2 separate regions of the Mus musculus genome follow, and region 1 is linked to region 2. Evidence: chromatin contacts called from public HiChIP or PLAC-seq data. All regions are on one chromosome and are shown on one strand. The core of a region is the stretch at or near the end of the contact, and the rest is flanking DNA. Distances in the headings are between cores, read along the strand shown.

Region 1 (5,928 bases), core at 2,361-4,860, 1.5 Mb after region 2:
GTGAACTTTTCCAGCCAGGCAACAAGGAAAAAGGCTGTTTCCAACTACTTATACTTATGTATCTCTTTTCAACAACATACTTTTTTAGGCATTTCCATTTTACAAAATTCTTTTAGAATTAATTCTCTTGAGCTTCACAATGACCCTGTAAGGTATAATTACCACCATTAATATAGCAATTTTTTAAATTCCAGTACTGTGGATGGAATATAGGGCCTTACATGGGCCTAGCCCACATGCCGAGCCCACCACCAATTTCATATTGTACAAATCTATTATTGTATATTACCATAAAAACTATCAGTATTTACCAAATTGGGACAGTTTAACATTTCTCTCTCAAAGATATTTTTTTCTTAATTTTTGAATTACATTTCATGATTGAAATTGTTTGTGCCAGATCTCAAAATGGGAAAGCCATAACTGGAATCCAGGTCTTTAAATCCAATCCCAGTGTGATGATTTCTTCTTTCCTTCACTCAGGAGGAGCACACCTGTGTTTTGTACCCACCCACCTGCCCTGAAAAAAGTCACAGTGGAAAGAAGCAGAATGTGAGGGACAAATATTACTGTGGTAAAATTAGTAGGAAGCATTCCATCTCTGCATCTAGCTACTCAAGTGTTTAGAACCTGTGTAGCTTAAAGAAAAGCAATGAGGCAAGGGTTAGTCATGGGGCTTTCAATACCTCTCCATCCTATTATGAGATACATTGGCCCTGAAATAAAAAAATCACCGCAAATTTCAAAGAATCCCCTATCCTAAGAGCTGTCAGACTTGCAGCCCATGTTCAAAGGTTTGAGCCTGATTGCTAAGTCTTTCGACTTGTAGTCTCAGAAAACAGAGAAAGAAGACAATCCATTACTTGCCTCTTAATTTACAAAACCTTTGCTCTACCAGCATGCTTGTAAAAGATCACTTGGGAAGTGAAAGCAGAAAGAGCAGCAGTTCAAGGCTAGCCCAATCTTCACATTAAGACCCTGTCTCCAAAAAAAAAAAAAAAAACAAGACCTGTATGTATAGCTAGCATATGCAAAGACCTGAATTAAGTTCCCATCACTTGGGGAGGGGTGCATGCATTTTGCCTTTCCCAAAACTGTTTTTTTGAACTGAATGTTTTCTTATACAATTTAATCACCTGGATATGCCTTAGCTGGCCATTTTAAGCATAATTTCGCCTTGCCATCCATATCACAGAAGCACCTCCTAGCGAAATAGCACACCTGTAATGAGCTCTCACTGCTGGCGAATACTATGAGCAGTTTGCAGTTACAAGGGATCACAACCCAAACAGTTGCCCCTTTCCGTTCACAGATTCCTCAAGTTTCTATTTCTGTGGCACAACCTCCAGATCCTCAACCTCTCAATGAACCCTATTAAGAGGAGACACACCCAAAAACCTAGCCTACAAGTCTGCGAGGATTAGCATTTTAAATAGCCCATCTTCGAGGTGTTAGTGGACATGTACTCTTGACCAGGTGGCAAGACAAGAAAGCATTAAATGATCCAACTCAGTTGAAGAACTCGAAGGAACTTGAACAGTTTATGGATTCTGACCAAAAGTGGCCAGATGACAGTGAATTAGACAACCATGAACTAGAGCTGTCCGGCGAGGAGTACTGGCTCGAAACACCAACGCTTCTAAGTCTCCCTCCACTCTTGCTTGGCTGTAGCAGCCTAGCACAAGGGACCACTCAACCTAGACTTGGGATGAGGTGAGGGTAAATCCACTCAAAACAAAGTTCAAAACAGACAGAGACTCCTTCGCACTGTGACTTTACCTTTCACAATTATCTTTCATTTCAGCCAAGGAGAGAACACTTAATTAATCCTCGCTCTACTTAATCGTTACCCTCCATTCTTTTGCATATATATTTTGGCACAGAGGGTTGGCTTGCTTATTCTCTTTCTCATTGGGGATGTTCACTATTCTTTTTCTTTGAGCCTCCTGACAACTAGCAGAAATAAAAAGGAAGCTCTGACCACGGAAAAAGCAAAGCTAGGTAAAGTCCTTTCCTGGCTGCAACTCCACACCCTAGGTCCTGCATTTTAGACCCAGGGGATCTGGGCCCCCTGGACCATGAACTAACTAGACAGGTCTTTGTTCCACGCTGAGACAGAATTCAGTAGTAGGTAAAGCCAATCAACGATCATTAGAAAATGATTGGGGAAGGGTACATTTTTACTGCCCCACACTTTTCTTCAATAACCGGAGCCTAGGACAAACATCATTATACTGGAGCTAAAGCCTTACATTCCCAATTCTTTAGGGGGTGGTGGGGTAGTTCCTTGGTAAGCATGGAAGTCAGCTTGCATTGCACTGCAATGTTGCCCGTGTCCGACAGGTTGGGCAGGCTGTCTCAATAAGAATCTACTAAGAAAGAGTGAATCCAAAGCTAGAGGGTCTCTGTCTCAGCTGCAGATTAAGTCTTACAAGGTCAGAGCCACCAAAGGGAAAGGCCCCAGAGTTCTACTTGTCTTCACCACTTTCCACTTCTACAGACCCCTCTGTCAAATGTTCAGAAACCCATCAGACCCAGAGATCTGGGTTGAAAGTCACTGCAGATCTTCCTAGCCACCCCCCCTCCCCCCGCCTGCCGTGGTATGGAAAGGTTTAAAGGCCAGAACCACCTACTCAGACAAACAGCTCATGGAAGCCTTCCACTTACTTCTCATAGCGCTGATAAGCGCGCTGCCGTCTTTGATCACGTCTTTGATGAATTTATTGGTCCTCTCCAGCTCCTCTTCATAATACTTGAGCCTCTGGCGGAAATCGGGGCTGTCGAGGTAGCAGTCGCTGAACTCCAGCGGGGGATGCCCCATGATTAGGATAGCGGAGGGGCTAGGGATTAGAGACAAAGAGCGAGAGCATCAGTGGCATAATCGGCAGAATAGACCCAGTCAGTGGCTTGTGTTCAGGAGCCACTTCTAGCGACTCTTAGCCTCACTCCCTTTGGAAGGCAGGTACCTGTTCCAATGAAACTCTTGGGAGCGCCCGCTGGTGTGTAGCTGGAGCGCGTAGTCCGGTGGTGGCTGCGGGTGACCAGGAGTGCTTACCAACGTCTTCTGACGCCGGCAGGGTGCAGCCTAGGGAGCAGCACGCCCCCTGGTCATCGTCTCCCCAAAGCACAACGCTGTGTCCCGGGCGTCCCAGGGTAGAGGCGGGGAGAGCACGGGCGCGGGGGCCGCCTCTTTGCGCTCCCAAGCCAGCCTAAGGCTTCCTTCCCCGGCTCCCCAAGAGAGGCAGACTGTGCCTCCCCTCCCCCTTCTTAAAGCCAATGCCACCTTTTCACGCTGGCCGAGCCCTAACCCCAAGACCGAACGAGAGCACAGGATCCCTTTGGATGTCTTCCTCGGGTCTTCAGGGCTCGTCGCCCACAACTCGGAAGCTGCAGAGACCGCCTACTGGTTCCCGGGAGCCATCGTGATGTGGGGTTTGGCACTTAGAGAGTTAAGCCCGGCGGCAAGGAAACGTTGCTTTCCTCCAACAACACAGCAGCAGGCAGCGGGAAGAGGAGGGCGACAACGCTACGCACAATAGCTGTGGTAGCCCGGCGCTTCCCTACGGAAACTGGGGAGCAGTCAGCGCCCTAGGACTCCATCTGGAAAGCGTGGCGGCCTGGGATATGTAGTCTTTCCGTTCTCTCGTCCCATGACTCCACCCTGCGGTCTCCCACCAACCCTCCAGGGTGGCCGCTCTCCTAGTTCTACTTCCCTAAGCCGGCCCCAGGCACAACAATCCTAGAGAGGCAGGTGTACCGCCCAGGCCCCCGAGGATGCGTGCAAAGTTTCCATAAATGTAGCAAAACCCAAAAGGATGGATAATGGGAGGCTGTCTCTCACGAGTGCTCGGTTGGATAGTCCTCTTTTTTTTCTTTCCTCTTTCACCCTTCCTCTGACCCACCAACTCTTTTCCTCCTTTTTCTGTGTCTCCTAGTACAAGACACTAATTTTCACGGGGTTTGGTGCCTACTGTAGCATCTCTTCTAGGCCCAGAAACCTCTGGTGAAGAAACAGAGGGTGGATTTGAACATGTTCCTGAGTAGGGAGGGCCTCACAGAGTGGTTTCTGTGACCCAAATCAATGGTCAGGCTAATAACTACAGCATGTGATTTGCTGTCTGTTAATGGAGAACCTAAAATGAAGTTACTATAAATTGTCTTTCTGTTTATCCAAAAGGCCTTTTGTTCATTGTCTATTGTAGGAGAACCTGGACTGCTTATAAAGACAGCTCTCAAATTAAGAGTGGCTGCAGTTAGGCAAACTATATTTGCAGCAGTGTTTACATTAAATTATATCAGTAAAAGCAAGAAGAAAAAATGGGAAATACAGTAATAATAGCTAAGCTACCTGTGTTGATGTCTGGTTGCTTCTGTAACTGATTGATTACCTCCAACTGGGTGGCTTTTTTTTTTTTTTTTTTTTTTGGTTTTCTCAGACAGGGTTTCTCTGTGTAGCCCTGGCTGTCCTGGAACTCACTCGGTAGTGTCCAGGCTGGCCTCAAACTCAGAAATCCGCCTGCCTCTGCCTCCTAAGTGTTGGGATTAAAGGCATGTGCCAACACTGCCTGGCCAAAATTGCTGTGTTTGTAATTTTTTTTTTTTTTTTTGAGACAGGGTTTCTCTGTATAGTCCTGGCTGTCCTGGAACTCACTTTGTTGACCAGACTGGCCTCAAACTTAGAAATCCACCTGCCTCTGCCTCCCAAGTGCTGGAGTTAAAGGCATGCGCCACCACTGCCCGGCCAAAATTGCTGTGTTTTTACTTTTTTTTTTTTTTTTTTTGAGACAGGGTTTCTCTGTATAGCCTAGCTGTCCTGGAACTCACTTTGTAGACCAGACTGGCCTCAAACTTAGAAATCCACCTGCCTCTGCCTCCCAAGTGCTGGGATTAAAGGCGTGCACCACCACCGCCCTGCTCTGGGTGGCTTAAATTAACACAAATGTATTATTTTAAATTGTGGGAGTGAACACTGGAAATGAACACCACTAAGCTAAAGTCAAGATGTCAGAATGTCTATGTTCTTCTGGACTCCAAGTAAAAATCCATTTCCTTGCTTTCTGTAGCTTCTAAAAGCTGCCCTCAAAGCTTTTGTCAATCTTTGAAGTCAACAATGGTTTACCAGGTCTTTTCTCATGCCACTTTAATGTTACCCTGACTCTTTTGCCTTCCCTGCTCCTTTTCTGGACTCTTAGAATTACATTAGATTCATAGGATAAGCCAGGATAATCATTTTATCACATGATTCTTAATTTAACCACATCTACATAGTCCTTGTCATTTAAGACAATATAGTCACAGGTTCTAGGGATTTAAATATCCTGAAGGGCCATTTGTTTACCTTCCAATAAATTGATATAAATCATATAAACCATCATACATGTGTCTGGACGTGATAGTGCACCCCTTTAATCCAAGAATTCAAGAGACAGAAGCAGGCTGATCTTTGAGTTTAAGGTCAGACTGCTCTACATATCTAGTCCAGCCAGGGGATACAAGAAATTAAACAGCAATGACAATGACACACCTCACAAGTCTTCAAAACAGCCTCATAGGGTTGGGATCCTTATACCCATTTAAGGTTGGAGAAATTAGGTTAAAGAGAAGTTGATTTGCCCCAGAACACACAGCTAATTAAGTGACAATTCTAGAATTACCTTGTCTGGCCGTTTTTCTAGAAATGATGTTCACAATCACTAACATAAAGCAGAATGAGGAATCCAGGGAGGGATAGCATTTGAAATGTAAATGAAGAAAATATCTAATAAAAAATTTAAAAAATGAATGTTACAGTGGAGAGGAAGAAAGAAAGAAAGAAGGAAAGAAAGAAAGAAAGAAAGAAAGAAAGAAAGAAAGAAAGAAAGAAAGAAAGAAAGAAAGGAAGGAAGGAAGGAAGGAAGGAAGGAAGGAAATGAAGGAAGGAAGGAAATG
Region 2 (6,345 bases), core at 410-2,909:
CTCGATGATGTTGGTACTATTATTAACTCAACTGCTGCTTGTAGTAAAATGAAGCTCAGAGAGGGAGAAATATTCCTTTTCTCCAAGGTCACACAGTCACTATATGGTGGAATGAGATCTGAATAGAAATACTTTTGCTCTCTAGCAGGCAAAGGTGTTAGGATTGAACCACAGTCAGCTGGGCATAATGAACACAGACCTATATGTAAAGCATTAGGAGTTAGAGGCAGGGAGGTCGGAAATTAAAATCCTCCTCAGCTAATAAGTATCATTCAATCCAGCCTTATCTACATGGGATTGTATCAGGTCCCAAAGAAACCTGAGACAAATCTTCCCTCAGTACCTCTGGTGAAAAATCAAACACTCAAAAGGTGTCCAAAAACATACAAACAAGCAAGCAAACAGACAAAAACAAGCAAACCCATATCTGTCTTTCTCTAGCTCTAGTTGATATGGTCCTTACAATGACAACTTCAGAGAGTTTTGCTTGTATGTTTAAAGCTCATCTTGTGCAGTATTGGTTGTCGTCCTACACTCAGGATGAGTCTCTTAAGGCTCCAGGGAGAACAGCCTCTATATGGCTTAGTACTTCAAACTTGGTGATAGAGGGCAAATATTCAGTATGCATCATAGGTTGGATGAAAGGTATGGTGAGTCAAGGGGGACAGAAACTTTACCTGGACAGCGAGTTCCACAATTTACTACCTCTTACTGCCCTAGATGAAATTGGCCAGCGCTGCCAAAACCTGTCAAAATGAGATCTTACAGCCTGTTTTCCCAGCCTAGTCTCTGGCAGGTCCCTTCTCCTTTCACCCTGCCAGTTCTTGCAGCTGTCTGGGCCTTGGCCAGTGTTTGGGGTGAGGCCGGATCAAAATATCACTGTCCCGGGCTCGGCTTCCAGCAGCAAGTGATCAAATGAAACTCAGTCGCACTGGTGACGAGGCTGGACTGAAAGCCCCCATACACAGTGCCAAATTGCTTTTTACACAGGCCCGGACTTGCCCAGGCACCACGTGGGTGGGCTAGTTCAGCTTTCCACAGGATGCTCTGCTTGTCCAATCTGTTCCCTCCTCCTCTCCAAGAGCTAACTCCCAGGCTCCTTCTCTTCCTTATCTCTGGATCCCAGATGCACAGGGTTGTTGGACAAGTCCGGGCATATTCCCAGCGGCCATCTGGCCCCAGTTCGAACCTGCACAGGCAGGAACTGACTACTCAAAGCTGTAGGGATAACAGCGTTTCTGACATCTAGGAGAATGCTGTCAGGGCACAAACGGATAGAATGACTGAGAGCCACAGAATCCCTTCTCCCCCCACAAGTCATGCTGACTTTGTAGCACTCTTAGAGGGACATCTGATATAGTTCTCTGGTCCTCTATTTCCGTCCCTAGGTGCCACAGGTTCCAAGTGATTTACCACACGAAGGATGTTCCCACACTTACTCTGTCAAGATCAAATGGATGGATCTTACAATGGGATTCTTTGAACAAAAGCATTCGAGTACAGAGCAGACACCCAGCCCAACAGCCGCCCCTCAGCCCCCAGATGGCATACCGCTCTCACAATAGGTGGAATCCGTTGCAACCAAGGTTCTGCTGGAGTCATTTCACTTCCACGTGTAGCAACAACAGATCAAATCCATCCTCTATTTCTTTCATGTTATGCCTATCCCCGTCCCCTCCCCTGTAAGGAATGCAGGACAGCTATTGGACCATTTTATAAGTCTGGGAGTGGTTATGCAAATAAACCCCGCCCCTGAAAGGACAGTGTGAGTCTGGCGGGTAAACACCGGCCAAGTCACAAGTCTGGCAATAGTTACTAAAGCTCCAGGAACTGAAGCTGGGTCTAGGGAGGGAAGGGCCCAAAGTTAGATCTAGCCTAATCTGTGGGGAGGAAGGGAGGAGGCAGCTAGCAAAATGCAGCTTTTTTTTTTTTTTTTAAGTTTTTAAAGTTCATGTACATGATTTAGCAGGCTTGGGGTTCCAGAGAAAGCCAAAAGTTGAAAAAGTAAGGATTCTCAGACACGAGGAGAAGCTACTTTCTGGCTCTGGCTTTGCATTTTTATATTAATACCTTCAGAAGTTTAAGAGTTTTAACAGAAAATATGAAGCTTGGGAAAGACTACTAAAAATGAAGAAAAACTGAATCCTATACTTCACTCTGAATTTAAGCCATCCTTTGACTTCGGTTGGGTCTCTGGGTCTCTTGCTACACATACCTATTATGGTACACACATACAGACACTATATATATATGCTCTTCCAACAATGACACTTTCTTAAAGTCTCACTTGACAGACAGAAGTGGGGGATGTCCTGGAACACATTGTAAATAGGAAGAAATGGAAGCTTGAGACAAGGTGTAGAGGAGAGAACCAAACAATGTGCCTTGAGAAAACTCTGGAACCTCATCTGGCCTGAGCAGTGCATGAACAGGAATTAAGAATCAAGTCTCAAAGGCTGAAAACCTTTGGAGGAAAACAGCAGAATTGGATTAGAATAATGAGTAGAATTTAGTGATATACATGTGTATTTTGAATATAAATACATACATGCATACAAATATTCATACATACATACATGAATACATACATACATTCATATACTTTGGGGTCATCTGACATTATCTCTGAGAATAAACTGAAAATTCCTAACCTACATAGCTAATTTTGTCCTGAGTAGGGACAAGGGGTGACTAATAGAAGAAGAATCTGCCTCTTCTCCCAGAGATGGCATTTTTTTCTAAAACAGGAGCTCTCTGATTTTCCTCTATCTTCTACAAACAAGAATGTCTAAGCTAACTGAGATTTGAGACTCCATTGTAGTAAAAAGAATGCTGGTTTGAGGATTAGGATACTCGACCTCATATGATGTCTCTCAGTCTTGCTTTCTGTATTTGAAATTTTAAAAGGTTTTTAGCCTTGATGGTCTTGAAATTCTAAAAGTGGTGCTTCTCACATGCCAATGTACACATATAGTCACATAGTGTTTCTGATAACACACAGATTCAAAGTTAGTATCACCAATGTAAGGCTGAGACTGGTTTTCTATCAGCATTCCCATTTGATATAGTTGCATCTGAGTTTCAGACAATGAATTTTACAACAAAAGTCTAGATGGTAGACAAAAGCAACATCAGCTGCTCATCTCTGTTACCCAGATTCTATACAATGATCAACTTGTGAAAAAGACAGGCTTGCTTGGACTCATAGTATTGGAGCTTTCAGTCCATGGATGGTTGCCCCTGTTTTGTTGTTGTTGTTTGGTCTGTGGTAATTTAGCTTATTATAAGTCAGTGGCACAAAGCTATTTACATAATGGCCAGAATTCAAAAGAGAAACCTTTCAAATGATATGGGTCTCACTCTCTTTTTCAAAAGGTAGAGTCCCACTTACCAATATAGTTCCCACTAGACCTCACTTCTTAAAAGCTCTAGTAGCACCATGGGTTACTGTCCAAGCTGTGGGCAAATGGGCCCTTGGGAGACACTTCAGATTTAAATTAAAACAAATCAATCATGTAATTTGTGCTATTTGGTCACTAACAACCATCTTTTGAGGTAAGATTTACTATACAAATTTTTTGCCAAAGTGAATCCTAGTACTCCATGATGTCTGGAAGAAACATGAAAGGAAGGTTGCAAAAAACAAAAAAAAAAAAAAAAAACTTCAGTCTTTAAGTTATTGTCATATTATTTGGAAAATATCTCTAAGCAACTCTGCCCCATCCCATAATTTGTCTAATAGTAGAATAATTGTTGATCTTCACCGAGAACTTGACAACCATTCTTTAACACATTTTATCAATTAATGTATGTATTCTAACAACTTATGAGATCAGAAATAACAGAATAATCCTTACTTTTTTTATAACCTCGCATATATTTCACTAGCATTTTCTGTCTCTAAAATTCATTCTAAATTTCATAATTCAGAACCATTACTTCAACTGTAGCTATGTGTTCTCCTTCTTTTTGTAATTTCCCAATTCTAGTCATTTATCAGCATAGCAGCCAGATTGGCCCTTTTAAAATATTAGTAAATTCAACCATTCTGTTAGTGTGCTTATTCATAGTAAAAAGCCACATGTATTGATTGTGATTTATAATACTTTATAATTTACTCAACTCCCATCTGAGAACCATCACCTACCATATATCTCTGATCTAATCTACTATTGCATTTTATCAATATGCTCAACATTTTAGTATCTTTGGTTTATTTCTCCTAATACTTGGAATGCTAAGAACTCATCTTTGGACTTGTGGTTTTACAGCTTAAACATTTCTTCAACAGCCAACATCATGGCCCTATTCCCAGTCATTATTATGACTACATCACTTCTTCTAGTTCCCCATTCAAATGTTTTCAGAAAGAGTACCAAGAATACCCTAATATAAGCTAATGGAATTGCCCCTGCATTTTGGACTCAAGTGAAAGAGCTTTTCCTCAGTACTAGCTCCAAGTACCCTAGGTAGAGTATGGCACTGAGTCAGAGTAAAGCTCTCAAATATTTTCTCTATATGGAATCTATTTGAGTCCCATGGGCAATGGAAACTGAGTTGGGTCACTTCATTTCTTTGGGCTCCCCCATCATGGAAGTTATTTCATGAGAACAAAGAGTATAATCCTAGCTTCTCTGATTATACATCATTGTTAGAACCTACCTTACATACCTAACTGGAGAATAGTCAGGTCCCGTCACCCCATGAATGTATATGGCTGAAAATAGGTTCTTCTTGGACCGCACACAGAGATGGCTCTCTAATGTCAACTTTCAGATATTCCTCATGCCACTTAGGAATATTAGTTTTACTGAATTCTCCAAGAAGCCAGACTAGCTTCTAATTCAAGGGTAAAAGATAGTTAGAGTGACTTATTATAATAAAAAAGGGGCTATTCAGTTGTTTGAAAGCTCTTTCAGTCTGTAAGATCTAAAGAGTGGAAATGAAAGCCATAGAATTGACCCTTTGGTTTCTAGTATGTCAAGCAACATCCATGACATACACAATCAGTTTCTTCTGTCTGTTATTCAGCATATGTAATATGTGTAAATAAGTTTGTCCACAGCTGTCTCACTGAATGGCTTGGGACTTCTAGATTAGAAGTCTAGGATATAAAAAAAAAAGTTACTTTTATTCATGTGATTTTTTTTTCAAACTTCAGCTAAGTTCTAGCATAGTTAATTAGTGTATTCTCTCATCCTATACCATGTTTCTTTCCATTTGCCAAAAATAACTATTTCAAGCTCATTCCTCTTAGTCAAGACTCAAATGCTACTCTAAAACACTGAACAGACTACTTCATTTTCAAGAATAAAAGAGAAGTGACCTCTCCTTCCTCAAGATCATGCTTCTATCACATGTAAGCATTTCATTTTGTCTCAAAATGATATTTCAGCATTCATTCTTATTGTCTATTTATTATTTCTCATGTATCTTTGTAATCATTTTTCCCTCAGATGCTTCTGCTTCCTTTTGTCTTTCTAGTTTAAGCTAAGATACTGCAAAGTTTTACCATAGTAATAGGTTTTATATGATCACATTTACTCTTCTTCCCTTTTTGCTGTAGCTTTGGTTTGTTGAGAGAGTGTCTTTTTTTATTTTTACGTATAGAAATTCATTCATTCATTCATTCATATAAAACAAATAGCTACTAACAATTTTGTGATAATAGTGTTAATATTTTAAGGCATTTTATTAGATATTTTCTTCATTTACATTTCAAATGCTATCCCCAAAGCACCCAATACCTCCCTCCCACCCTGCTCCCTAACCCATCCACTCCCACTTCTTGGCCCTGGTATTCCCCTGTCTTATTACATAGGGCAAGCAAACTAGGAATATATATATATATAAGCCACCAAATCCCTAAAATCCCCAAAGCTGGCTTTAAAGATATAAACCACTATATTTGGCTCTACCTGTTTATTTTTAAACTCATTATATTTTTTTCTCCTTAAGACCACTCACGGATAACTCGCTGTCAGACTTAGAGACTCTGACTTATTGATGTTCCTTAGAACATCCAGAATTGTGCAGACCCTGCCTTTCTTGACTCTTGCCTTGGCTTTCATAAAAATTATGACTCTTGATTTCATTATTTCCTCTATACTTTTCTCAGAATTTGTCTTCTCTATTTACCATTCAGACACTGGAATATCTGAGAGTTTATTAAACTAATCCTCTTCCCTGACTCTAATTTGTCTCTCTGGAATGTGGACCTGTGTTTCAAGAACATATTGTATCATTTCACTGTTTGATTTCCAGGTCCAAAATAGCACCTGGAGCACATGTTTTTACAAATTGCTTTAAATCTGTTAGTTTGTCTTTAATAAATGAATTAACATA

What was found. HiChIP or PLAC-seq counts read pairs in DNA pulled down with a chosen protein or histone mark.
Region 1: an H3K27ac HiChIP or PLAC-seq map of extraembryonic endoderm stem cells shows a contact between it and region 2, with 9 times the contacts expected there. The contact joins the promoter of Ophn1 here to the promoter of Eda2r in region 2. A contact is called at or near these places in 1 of 39 promoter capture datasets (embryonic stem cells) and 4 of 115 datasets of contacts at active chromatin or transcription factors (astrocytes, embryonic stem cells, extraembryonic endoderm stem cells and 1 more).

Annotation. Positions count from the first base shown.
Region 1 is chrX:98,887,415-98,893,342 of GRCm38.p6, forward strand. Ophn1 (oligophrenin 1) reads right to left here and starts at 3,611. Exons shown (of 25, transcript NM_052976.4): 1 at 2,967-3,611; 2 at 2,668-2,840. The coding sequence starts at 2,821.
Region 2 is chrX:97,375,550-97,381,894 of GRCm38.p6, forward strand. It overlaps Eda2r (ectodysplasin A2 receptor), which reads right to left and starts at 1,660. Exons shown (of 7, transcript NM_001161433.1): 1 at 1,552-1,660.